Linked DNA regions of Mus musculus: all the other regions are linked to region 1. A link is a contact called in public Micro-C and promoter capture Hi-C data. All regions are on one chromosome and are shown on one strand. Each heading gives the region's core, a stretch centred on a gene start, on an enhancer-like site or on the middle of the called end of the contact. The rest is flanking DNA. Distances are from core to core; before and after follow the strand shown.

What was found. Promoter capture Hi-C pulls out the DNA fragments that hold promoters and counts their contacts. Hi-C and Micro-C count contacts between places; a contact is called where the count stands out from the background.
Region 2: a promoter capture Hi-C map of liver shows a contact between it and region 1, with 9 times the contacts expected there. The contact joins the promoter of Ogdh here to the promoter of Patz1 in region 1. A contact is called at or near these places in 1 of 39 promoter capture datasets (liver), 2 of 115 datasets of contacts at active chromatin or transcription factors (embryonic stem cells and stem cell-derived neural progenitor cells) and 1 of 9 other capture datasets (liver).
Region 3: a Micro-C map of embryonic stem cells shows a contact between it and region 1, with 5 times the contacts expected there. The contact joins the promoter of Ppia here to the promoter of Patz1 in region 1. A contact is called at or near these places in 1 of 39 promoter capture datasets (cranial neural crest) and 1 of 484 Hi-C or Micro-C datasets (embryonic stem cells).

Annotation. Positions count from the first base shown.
Region 1 is chr11:3,289,083-3,292,886 of GRCm38.p6, reverse strand. It overlaps Patz1 (POZ (BTB) and AT hook containing zinc finger 1), which reads right to left and starts at 2,430. Exons shown (of 4, transcript NM_019574.3): 1 at 1,003-2,430. The coding sequence starts at 2,273.
Region 2 is chr11:6,288,828-6,292,886 of GRCm38.p6, reverse strand. Ogdh (oxoglutarate (alpha-ketoglutarate) dehydrogenase (lipoamide)) reads right to left here and starts at 1,290. Exons shown (of 23, transcript NM_010956.4): 1 at 1,194-1,290. It overlaps Gm46270 (predicted gene, 46270), which reads left to right and starts at 624. Exons shown (of 1, transcript NR_168687.1): 1 at 624-3,070.
Region 3 is chr11:6,413,565-6,417,554 of GRCm38.p6, reverse strand. It overlaps Ppia (peptidylprolyl isomerase A), which reads right to left and starts at 1,688. Exons shown (of 5, transcript NM_008907.2): 1 at 1,576-1,688. The coding sequence starts at 1,644.

The DNA of each region.
Region 1 (3,804 bases), core at 1,181-3,680:
GCCACAGCAGCCAATGGCCACAGCAGCCAATGAATGCCACCCGGATGGAATTCAGTCCCCAGAGGCCAGGGATGGAGCTTTAAGTCCCCAGCTGGACTGGCAAGCCAGATGCCCGCCAGAGCAGGTGGGCAGGGGCTGTCTGACCGGTAAGACTGGTTCCTACTTGGGGCCTCTCTGGGGGAATTCTGTCTCTAAGCTCTCACACATACTGAAAATCCTTGGGATTTCAGTTAAAATCAGCCTTTTATTCAATATTCTCAAACTGGGAGAAAAACAAAAACAAAACCAGCCCTCTGCTCCCAGGCAAGTCTTCAGTTCCCAAGAAGGCTCTCTGAAAGTTGAAAAGAAGGTCTGTCCTGAGAACAAACAGACGACCTGTGGGTCCACTGGATTCTGAAGCCACCACGTCAGAGCGCATCAGATTCCAGTATTACTACTGCAAAACAGCCCTGCGTAGCCGGCTTTTATGTCTCTCAAACCTAGGGTCACATGAGGGGCAAAGCTGGAACCTACTGCTGCAGGCCAGCCTGTTCAAACTGGTGGAGGATCTAGGCCTCGGGAGTGTAAGGAGTCCTAGACACACTTGTTCAGTTCTTCCCTCCGAAGCCATTCAGGCGGGGAAAGTCGAGGGAGGAGCCCAGCCTCCCGCCCCCAGAGGGGGCCCCACGCCTGGTGCCGGAAACACAAAGGGAACCAGGGGAGAAGAATGGGGAGGCCCAATGGCTCTGGCCTAAGGAATCCGGCCCCTTCCTACAAGGCCCCTGGGAGGGTGAAGCTAGTAAGCACCCTGGTGCCAGAGAACTTGCCTGAAGGCATAGATGCAGCTCTTGGCCACACCATCAAAGTTGGAGATCTTAAAACATTTAAACATGTTATGTTCTATTAAGGTCCAGTGACCCTCTACCCCCACAAGATCCACATCCCCAGATCCTGGGAAGGATCTGTCTCGAGACAGAACTAAGATAATACACAGCAGGGAGTGGGGGAGGGTGCCATCCTCACCTGGAGAAACCTTTCCCACAGCTCTGGCAGATGTACGGTTTGCCCACTGACCCATCATGGGACCTCACATGGTACGACATTCGGTCTTTTCTCTTGAACCGCAGACCACACACCGGGCACGAGTACGGCTTCTCCCCCGAGTGGGAAAGCTTATGCCGGTTGAGATGGTATACGTCACGAAAGATCTTGCCACAGATCTCACAAGCCACTTGCTTCCTGGTCCGGCTCCTTTTTCTGGGGCCATCGGGGTCCTCGGAGATGGGTAACCCATTCTCACCCAGCCTTGGAGGAGGAAGATCGATATAGCCCAACTGGAGGCTTGTGACGCCGTGCTGGGCCTCATGTTGCCGGAGCCGGTTGGCGTCAGTGAACACCTTCCCGCACAGGCCACATGGAAGGATGCCTGCTTCCCTCAAGCCCCCTGGAGACCCAAACATGGAGTCCAGCAGGTTGGCCTTCCTGGGGCGTCCCCGGCCTCGCTTGCTAGTTAGTGGAGGTGCACTGGATGCCACATTAGGGAACGGAGAAGTCAGTAGTTGGGGGGATAGGGGTCCAGCCACCATGGGCAATCTGTCCACCCCGGGTAACACAGGCAGAGAAGCTTGGCCCGCAATAGCAGCACCTGTGGCCCTGGCAGCCTCCTCCTCGGGCTGCATACTGCCAGCAATACCGTTACTGTTGGCTGCCATGGCTGCCCCGTTGGTCATGTCCAAAGGGAAGCCCAAGTCAGAAGTCCCAGGTGGGCGAAAGAGCATGATATCAGCCCGGGCAGGGGGCACGAGGATCTGCACGTTGGACTGTTTGATTACTTCCTGGCAGATCTCGATGACCGACCTCATCAGCAGGAACTTGGCGGCCGTCATGAGCTCGGGGAAGCTCTCTAGGCGCACAACGATTCGGGACGTATAAGCGAAGTCCAGGATGTCTCCGAACACTTTGGAACTGATGGTGTGCATCTCCAGTTCGCGGCTGCCTCCAGCTCCGCCGCCTGGAGCCGCCGCCGCGCCTCCCACATCAGCAGGACCACCATCTGCAGCTCCGCCGTCGCCTAACTGGGCGCTGAACACAGACTCAAAGTACTCGCTGCAGGCAGCCAGTACGGCGCGGTGCGCTGGGAAGCTCTCGTCGCCTACTCGTAGGAGCACGTCGCAAAAGCGCCCGCCGTTTTTGCGTTGTTGGTTCAGGTTGTGCAGCATCTCCGTACTGTGTCTGCTCACCTGGTAGGTGTAGCAGCCCGACGGACCGCAAGAAGCGTCGTTGACCCGCTCCATGGTCGCTGCCCCTTCCCCACTCGCCGGGCCGGGCACCCGCCAGTCCCTGGTCCCTTCCCTTAGGCAGCGAGACGCCTTTTGCAGCGGACCACTCACACTCCCCGCACGTGCGGCCCAGGGCTCGGTAGTACTCTCAGGTGCGCCCAGCGCACACGCCCCCTGCTCTAATAAAAAGGGCTAGACCCAGCGGGGCACTGCCCCCCACATTGCCGCCCTTAACCTCCGCCGGACCCGCGTAGCACTCCCTCTCCGCCTGCCCGCCTCCCTCTCTAGGTCTACCTTCCAGGGGTAAACGAGCGAAGAGGTGCGCCCCTCCTGCAAACGCAGCTGCCACCTCCCCTCCCGCCCGCCAGGCGGCGCCGGCGCGCGGCCAAAAGGCGCGCGCGCGCGCGCGGGGAGGAGGAGGGGTCCGCCGCGCAAGCGCAAGCGCGCGCTCCGAGGCTTTTCCCGGGCCCACTGGGGGCGCGCGCTGCGTCCCCTGCAAAGCGCGAGCCGGGGTGGGGGCGCCGGAGCAAAGGAAACAAAAGGCGAAGGCGAAGGCGGCGGTCCGCGCGCACAGGGGCGGTGGCGTAGGCCGAGTCTTGGAGCCCGGCGAAGGCGGCGGCCGAAGCGAGCGGGTGGCAGTAGCAGGGTGGGCCCTTTCCCAAGCCAGGCACGAGTGGCGGCGGCGCTGCGGCCCCAGGCTCCGTGCGTTCGGAACGGAGGAAAGATGGCAGCGGCTGCACTTCCTCTTGCACTTTCACCCCTGGGGGGAGGAGAAGGAGGGGGCGATACCAACAACACCCCCCCCCCCAGCTTGCAGAAAGAAAAAAAAGCAGCGAGCTCGGCGTGGGGGGTCTCGGTCGCCCCGACTCAGCACGTGCGCATCCGGCTCCCTAGCTTGGGCCGCCTAGCGCTGCAAACTTTCCACTTTCTTTGTGCCGAACGCCCCCCCCCCTCACCCAGCGGAGGATGCACGTCCCCCATTCCCTATTTATACAACCCCCCCCCCTGCAGCTCCGCTCCGCTCGCTTCCTGCCCCCACTCCCCAGCTCCGCCAATGCTAGCGCAGCCTGATCCTCCGCCTCCCCACCCCGCCCGCGGGGCCCGGGGCTGCAGCCTCAACCACCCCCCACACACCACCACCCCCCCCCCGACCCCGGCCAATACGATCTGAGCGCCGAGCCAGCAAACCAGCTACAGCCGCCCCTCCGCTGCCCGCCCAGAGTGTAGGCGAGCGTGCGGGATGGGCAGCCAGAGCCTGTGGATCTGAGCCCCCCAGCCTACCTTGCGCACCCGCAGGTCGGACGGGCATCAGCACCCTGCCTAGTTCTCCTTTGATGGCCGAAATCCCTAGAAGTCGGCTGAGACCTCCCGCTCTGCTGCCCTAGGAAGGAGACGGGATCCCGATCCGACGCAGGCGGAACCTTCTGCCTGCCTCACACTGACCGAGGCAAATGCCCGGCACGCCTGGATAACTAGAGATAGGTCGTTTTCCCCACCCACAGCTACTTGGGCTTTGTGCCCCAGGGAGCGTGAAGTCACAAGCCAG
Region 2 (4,059 bases), core at 41-2,540, 3.0 Mb before region 1:
CAATGTCAGAGCACAGGATACACAGACACAAGTAGGGCCTGTAAGGGCAATGAAATCCACAGAAAAGCTGGGGGAAATTTTTACTTCTATTTTTAGTTACACGCTTCTACTTAGGGTGATGAAGACCAGTTGCACATTCGCAATAGCTTCACTATATACAGATAACACTTACGGACGTAGAGACCTCCATCGAATACAGGTTGACCCCACTGACCCCACTTGGGCCTGTAGAGGTGTTCCTTGAGTGACCTTTTGACGTCAAGGATCTAAAACTCCACCCTCCAATGATGCTTAACGCCGCCATTTTCTGATCTTACAGTCAGGAAGTTGAGTTACGCATGCGCACAACACCTAGCCCGTCACTTCTCATTACCTTTAATCCCTTTTCCACACCTCACCCTGCTCCTTCACCGTGTAGATACTCAAATGCCCTACACTCCGCTCTCCTGTCTTTACATGGTATCCACGTGAGGATTCTTGCCGAACCTGTCACTTCAGAGACTGGCACACTGCTCGGTGGGCAAAAGAAACATGATCTGGTAACTCATGCGAGGGCACAGTAGCAGGCTTCCCAGTCACTCTGGGTATAACTCACATCTGTCACACACTCTCGCGAGGAAAGCGGTGCGTGGATGGTGTTTCTAGGGAAACCAGTGTCACCTTGGCCGACAGCCTGGTTTACCTCATACCGGCAGGTGGGGCTGCCGCAGGCACCAAGGTCAGCGCCGTGTCCGGGCACGGCGAACACAAGGACGGCGGCCTGCTGGGGTCAGCGCACGCAGGACAAAAGAACGCGCGCGGGCCAGAGGGAGCGACCGGTCCACGTGACACGCCGCGACCTTGGGGCTCTCCCGGGCCGCCAGGCCACCTACTCCCTAGCCCGCCACCTTCGCGGCTCCGCCGCCAGAGCCAATAGCGCTCGGCCCCCCGACCCCCGGCGCAAGTCCGCGTCCGCCAATCTCCGCCCGCCTGGAGGACCCTGCCACGCCATTGGCTATAACGTCTGTCCGTCAGGTCTCGTCCCCCGCCCACCATCGCCGCCCTCCGCCAGCCCGGCTCTGTCCGGCTTCACGCCCGTCACTCAGGCACTCCGGAAGCAAGGACGCATAGGCCTCACCCTCGGCCGCGAGCTCCGGGTGTCAAGCGCCGAGCCTCCCAGCCCTGGACGGAGCCCGTCTGCCGCACAAGGTTACCTGTCTCCCGTTCAGCTCCACCCGAGTGAAGCGCCGACACCACTCCGGGCTCCAAACTCTCAGCCCCGCCCCGGCGTGTGGCGTCAACGCGTAGCCCGGCCCCAGAGGAGCGGCCTGCAAGACAGGCTGTGGGCGTGACGTGACGTCACAGAATTGGGTTTCAGTCGCTCGCTCGGGCTTCGCGCCAATGCAGAACTTTGCATCTGGCCAAAGCCAGCCTGTTGCTCACTGTCTTTCGGCTGTCATTAGCAGTTACACGGGAGACGCTTCCGAAGCTTGTTAAGAACCTGGTACATTCAGGGCGTGGGATGCCGTCTGATAATTGAAGCGTTTGGCGGGCCGAAGCAGGAGCGCTGCGACTTTGAGGCCCACGGGCTTTGTATCCAAAACAAGCTGCCCTAAATAATAGTTGGGTTGGTAAAATGTATCCCTGCACAAAATAATTTGAATAACATGAGTGACTATTTTGAACACTTGTTTTGCAGCAGTCCTTATGAAGATTAGTTAGCGAGGTCTAATGTGACTTGGTTGTCATGCGACTTGGGTGTTCCTGCTAGTATTCTGACAGGAAGCTGTGCTGGGGTCCCCCTGGATCTTCCTGGCTCCAGAGCCTGCTCTAAACAGACAAAATCCACTAGTTAACCTGTTACACTTCACTAATATGAAATGTTCCCCGTGTCAAAATGTTAAGCCAGAGCCTGGCTGTGTGAGTGCACACCTTAAAGCAGAGCACTCAGAAGCAGAGGCAGGCTCATCTCTGAGTTTGAGGTCAGCCTGGTCTACAGAGAGAGTTTCAGGGCCACATAGAGAAACCCTGTCTTGGGAAACAAAATAAAAAACTAACAAAAATATTCAGCCAGATTTTGCAGCACACACCTGCAATTTCAGAACAGAGAAAAACTGACCAATTGGGAGGTCAAGATGGGCTACATAGAGTTCTTGTGGGCAGCCTGGGCTACACAGTTGGATCAGGTCTCAAAAAGGAGAGTGGTTCATTTCATACTCATGTCTTTTGTTGTTGTTGTTTGAGACAATGGCATGTAGCTGAGGCTGGATTCAATTTCATAATGTAGGCTGACCTTGCTCTGTTTCTTTTACCTGCATATACCAGGTGCTAGGACTATAGCTATAAGTCCCATGCCCAGCTTCATGCTCATGGCCTTTAACTCTCCGCTTGTTTCTCTTTTTTAGCAGAGTAGTTTTTGATGGACAGCAATACAGACTGTCAGTTTATCCTTGCTATGTATGGCAAATGGCACCAGTGCTGGATGAGCTGGCTGGAGAGTCCTTTTGCTCTACTGAAATAGAAGTCACAAGTAGTCACAAGTATGCCAGAAGCTCTTCAAGCTTTGGTAGCAGTGATAGGCCACAGTACAAGGGCAGAAGCATCAGCAATGGTACACGTGAGTTGTCCTCCCATGGACCTGGGGTATATCGTCCTAAGAAGCCTAAGGGCTAAGAAGCCAAGATTCCTCAGCCCACAGTTAGAACTTGCTATTGCAGCTTAAATGTGGCCTAGGTACTCAAATCCCTCTATCCAGATTGCATAAAGAGTTATAGAGGGGCTGGAGAGATGACTCAGCAGTTAAGAGCACTGACTTCCAGAGGTCCTGAGTTCAATTCCCAGCAACCACATGATGGCTCACAACCATCTGTAATGGGATCCAATACCCTCTTCTGGTGTGTCTGAAGACAGCAACAGTGTACTACTGATAAACATAAAATATCTTTAAAAAAAAAGTTACAGAGATGTGTCAAGTCTTTATGGCTAAGGGCCTTTTTTGTTTGTTTGTTTGTGTGTTTTTTTGAGACAGAGTTTTTCTGTGTAGCACTGGCTGTCCTGGAACTTACTCTGTTGACCAGGCTCTGCCTCCCAAGTGCTCAGATTAAATGCGTGCGCCACCACTCCCGGCTATAGCTAAGGGTCTTATAGCCCACACTGTAATACTGGCTGATATTGAGTGCTAAGGAATCCTGCTTTACTAGGCCTATACAAAAGGCTTTCTTTGTGTTATAGCCTCAGCCCAGAAATAGTCAAAAAAGGACCACTTGTGCCAGGTGTGGTGGCGCCTTTAATCCCATCACTCAGGAGACAGAGGCAGGCGGATTTCTGAGTTCGAGGCCAACCTGGTCTACAAGGTGAGTTCCAGGACAGCCAGGGCTGCAGAGAAACACTGTTTCAAAAAATAAATAAATTAATTAATTAATTTTAAAAAAAAAAAAGGACCACTCAAGAGAATCCTACTAAAATTTGACCTGGCCAAGCAATTGTTTCCAATGCCTTTAATCTCAGTACTCAAGAGGCAGGGACAGGTGGATCTGAGTTCGAGGCCAGCCTGATCTGTAGATTGAGTTCCAGGTCAGCCAGAGCTACACAGAAACCCTGTGTCTTATTTAGGGTTTCCATTGCTGTGAAGAGACACCATGACCAAGACAATTTTTATAAAGAACAACATTTAGTTGGGACTGTGTACTGGCTAGTTTTGTGTCAGCTTTACACAGCTGGAGTTATCACAGAGAAAGGAGCTTCAGTTGAGAAAATGCCTCCATTAGATCCAACTGTAAGGCATTTTCTCAGTTAGTGATCAAGAGGGAAAGGCCCCTTGTGGGTGGGACCATCTCTGGGCTGGTAGTTTTGGTTCTATAAGAGAGCAGGCTGAGCAAGTCAGGGGAGGCAAGCCAGTAAAGAACATCCCTCCATGGCCTCTGTATTGGCTCCTGCTCCCTGACCTGCTTGAGTTCCAGTTCTGACTTCCTTGGTGATAAACAGCAGTATGGAAGTGTAAACCAAATAAACCCTTTTCCTCCCCAACTTGCTTCTTGGTCATGATGCTTGTGCAGGAATAGAAACCCTGACTAAGACAAA
Region 3 (3,990 bases), core at 439-2,938, 3.1 Mb before region 1:
CAGTTGCAGCATCTACACTTCTCTTGGAGGAATACATTTATGGTTTAAGTAGTTAAATATGTGACTCCTTTGGACTGTTTTTTTTTTCTCACAGCTTAACAGCTTTCCAAGTCCACATTTTTTTTCATCAAATTATGACTTCAAAGCCTTTCTTGGCAGCTCCACCTCTATTTTCACCTATGGGCTCATCTCATTCCCATTAAGCTCTGGTTAACCTGATACTATCCTACCCAGGCTAAGCTTAGGCCAAGTTTCCACAAGAGTCCTTGTCAATTATCAGCTCTTGACTAGATACATGCTGGGTGAGGGCTAATTAGAACCTAGTGCTCTTTTTATGTGCCTACCTACTATGTGTACCCAGCACTGTGGCAGGCGGGCAATCGGGAGATCTAGCTTTTGAGTTAAAAACTCACCAATGATAGCTTCTGGAGTTTAACAGTACAGACACTAAGTAACATATTCCACTATGGCCTAAGGGCTAGTACTGAGGCTAACAATAATATTTAATTTTGGGGTTTTTTGTTTTTTTCGAGACAGGGTTTCTCTGTATAGCCCTGGCTGTCCTGGAACTCACACTGTAGACCAGCGTGGCCTCGAACTCAGAAATCCGCCTGCCTCTGCCTCCCGGGTGCTGGGATTAAAGGCGTGCGCCACCACGCCCGGCTGAATATTTAATTTTGTAAAAGAAAAACGCCAATTGTTTAGGGTACTCTAATTACTAACTGATCTTTAAGCAGCCACTTAACCTCCAGAACTAATTAAGTAGGTAACTACTGGCAATCCACTTTGGTCAATGCAAACTGCAGCGTGGCCAGTCATAACATGCCTGTCTCACTGAGGGTAATAGGGAGGGGTTCAGAGCGCCTCCCCCGCTGCGCCATCACTGCGACAGGAGGCGGTCCTTGGGCACCAGCAAAAGCCAAGCCTTTCTCGTTTCCGCTCGGGGGTGGGGGACGCGGAGGGGTATTTTGAGCCTCCCTAACCAAATGTGGCTACTTCGGACCAAATGGCCAAAGGTTCAATTCACACTCAAGTCTGCTATAAAACGATTATTTTATATTCTTCGTAGGAACCACTAGGTTTAGGAAACCACTAGGTTTAACCGGGCTAACGAGCACGTCCGGGCTCTCCGAGCCTTCGCCCCTGAGACCTTAGGCAGGGTCCCTGCTCAGATCCGAGTAAAAGGCTGTGGGGCTCCGGAAAGCAGGCTGGGAAGAGGCCCGCGGGGCTGCAGCGCCGCAGCGGAGCAGGGCGGGGCCCAACGGCTGGGAGAAGGGAGAGGCGCGGAGCACGTGCGCCCGGCCTCGCGGGGCCCCACAGGACGCAGCCACGTGCGCCTGCGGGGAGGCCGGGACGGGCGGGGACGGCCCCCTCCCCCAACGGCCGCGCCCCGCCCGGCTTTGTCCGCAGCCCGCCCAGCCTCCCCGCGCCTCGCCAGCCTCCCAAAATGGCCCCTCGTCAGGAAATGGCGCCGCCACCCGCGCTCGCTCCACCGGAGGGTCGGGCCGCGCCCGAGAGAGCCTCCCCCTCCACAGCTCCCGGGACCCCACCCTGGAGCACCACTGCCCACCCGACCTCGAAGGAGACGCGGCCCAAGGGCTCGTCATCGGCCGTGATGTCGAAGAACACGGTGGGGTTGACCATGGCTGCAGCAAGCGGCGAAAAGCGACAGTGGCGTCTGCAAAGCGGCACGAGCCTCGCCGCGGCTTCCTTTATACCCGGTTCGGGCCCCGCCCACCACCGAGTCGCGCGCCCGGACCTGGATCAATCACAACTGCTTTCCAAACGGAGTGACGGCGCGACAGGCCTATGGGCGGGCGCGGGCGCGGGTGGGGCGGGGCGCGAGGCGCGCGTGCGCTGTAGCGCGCAGAGGCAGGTTCCCGCCCGCGGGCTCCTACTAGATGGTTGCGGCGCGGTCGGTGGGGGAAGAGTCCGAGGGCAGTTAGGGAGGGTGGCCACGCAATCTGGCTGTCCTTAGGAACGCGTCGGGGCCCCTGGTCTTCCCCAGTGGTACCGCGTATCTTCCCATTGCACAGAGCAAGTAACTGAGGCAAACATGGTCCTCAAGGTCGAGCGGCCCTTCAAGGTCGGGCGGGGTCCTGAGGCGCTGCCCTCTCTGCGGAAACTCGAACAGGCAGGCATCCCTGGGCCTAGATCCAGGACCCACACCGTCATTGTGCAATGGCAACCGCTTCCTGATAGGTCCCTGTGAGCGCCTCCGTTTTCTTAAACTCTGGGGAACGGGCACAAGCAGCCCCCTCATTTTAAAGATTATGAAATACTTTTTAAATGTCCTACTTTCCAAATATATCTTGTGTTTTCTCCAGGAGGAAGCTATTTAAACACGATCCTGGTCAGAGTCTACCTGTAATTTTTTTCTCCCCGACCCCCAATACCCCAAGGTCTTCTCATTTCCTCATGTGGCCTAAGGCGTGCTCTCAAAGGCTTCACACGCCTGTAAATCCCACCTCTAGGTAGATGGAGACAGGAGGATAGTGAGTTCCATACAGCCTGAGCTGTAAGTGTGAGGCCCTGCCTCATAAACAAAGCCTGAGTATGGGAAAGTCGGTGCTGTGGAAGACCCTTCACCATAGCGTCTGCTGGAGTTGGCTCCCGAGCTGTAAGGCCTTTAGACACAGAACCTCAGGAATGTGGGTCTGGCCATGCCTTATTTGGATGAATCAGACCAAAAGCACATTAGGTTGAACTACAAAGAGTTTTGATTTGCCAAACTGGAAAATTCTGTACCAGTGTGCTTTGTGCATATAGCATCATGTAAACCTGCTTTTCTCAAAACTGTTAAGTGCTTGCAGGACAAGCTCAAGGACCTACCTGCGTTTGGATCCCCAGCACCTATGTAAAAGCCAGGCCATTGGGAGGAGTCTGTAAGTCCAGGCCTGGAGGCAATGGAGACTGACTGGTTAGACAGTCTAGGCAAGACTGAGTCAGTATAGTGGATAAGGTAGAGACAGGGATGGGGAGAAGGCCCCATGGTTAAGAGCACTTGCCTTTATTTTTAACTAACTGATTGTTTTGGTTATAGTTTGCATTTTAGGAGTTCTTTGCATATTCTGGGTTTAATTTCTTACCTGACATATAATTTGCTGATATGTTCTGCTGTCCCTCCGTTGAGCCAGCAAGATGGCTTAGCAGGTAAAAGTGCTTGCAATACAGGGCCCAGGAACTGGGGAAAAGGCCAGATGAAGTGGCTCACATCTGTGATGCCAGCACTCTAAAGGTTGGGAATCAGAGGAGACCGACAGAAGTCACAAGAGAGACCTTGCCTCAAAGCAAGATGAATACCAGAGAGACCTCAGAGGGGACAAGATGACTCGAATACGGCCTCTGGCACTCACATGGTAGAAAGAGAGGACAGACTCCCACAAGTAGTCCTTTGACCTCCACATGCACACACGCACGCACACACACACACACACACACACACACTAAATGTTAAAAAAAAATCCAACTTGCAAAAAAGTCTTTAAGTTGTACATGTGCCCACACTCACACACATACACACAAGTAAATAAATGTAAATACATGGGGCTGGAGAGATGGCTCAGCAATTAAGAGCACTGACTGGCTCTTCCGAAGGTCCCGAGTTCAAATCCCGGCAACCACATGGTGGCTCACAACCGTCCATAATGAGATCTGATGCTCTCTTCTGGGGTGTCTGAAGACAGCTACAATGTACTTACATATAATAAATAAATAAATCCTTTTTTAATGTAAATACATAAGTAAATAAATGTGAACGCACACAAACGAATAAATCTGTGGACTAGGATTGCAGATATGAGCCAGCATACCCAGTTTATCCAATGCTAAGACTAGAACCCAGGACTCCAGGCAAGCTAGACAGTCTTCTGACTGAGCAACATCCCCAGGCCCCCAAACAAGGCACTAGTAGCAAGACCCTGGATCACAGGAGACACCACCAAAACAGGCTCCCAACAATTCAGAAGGAGTCTAATTTCTCCATGTCTT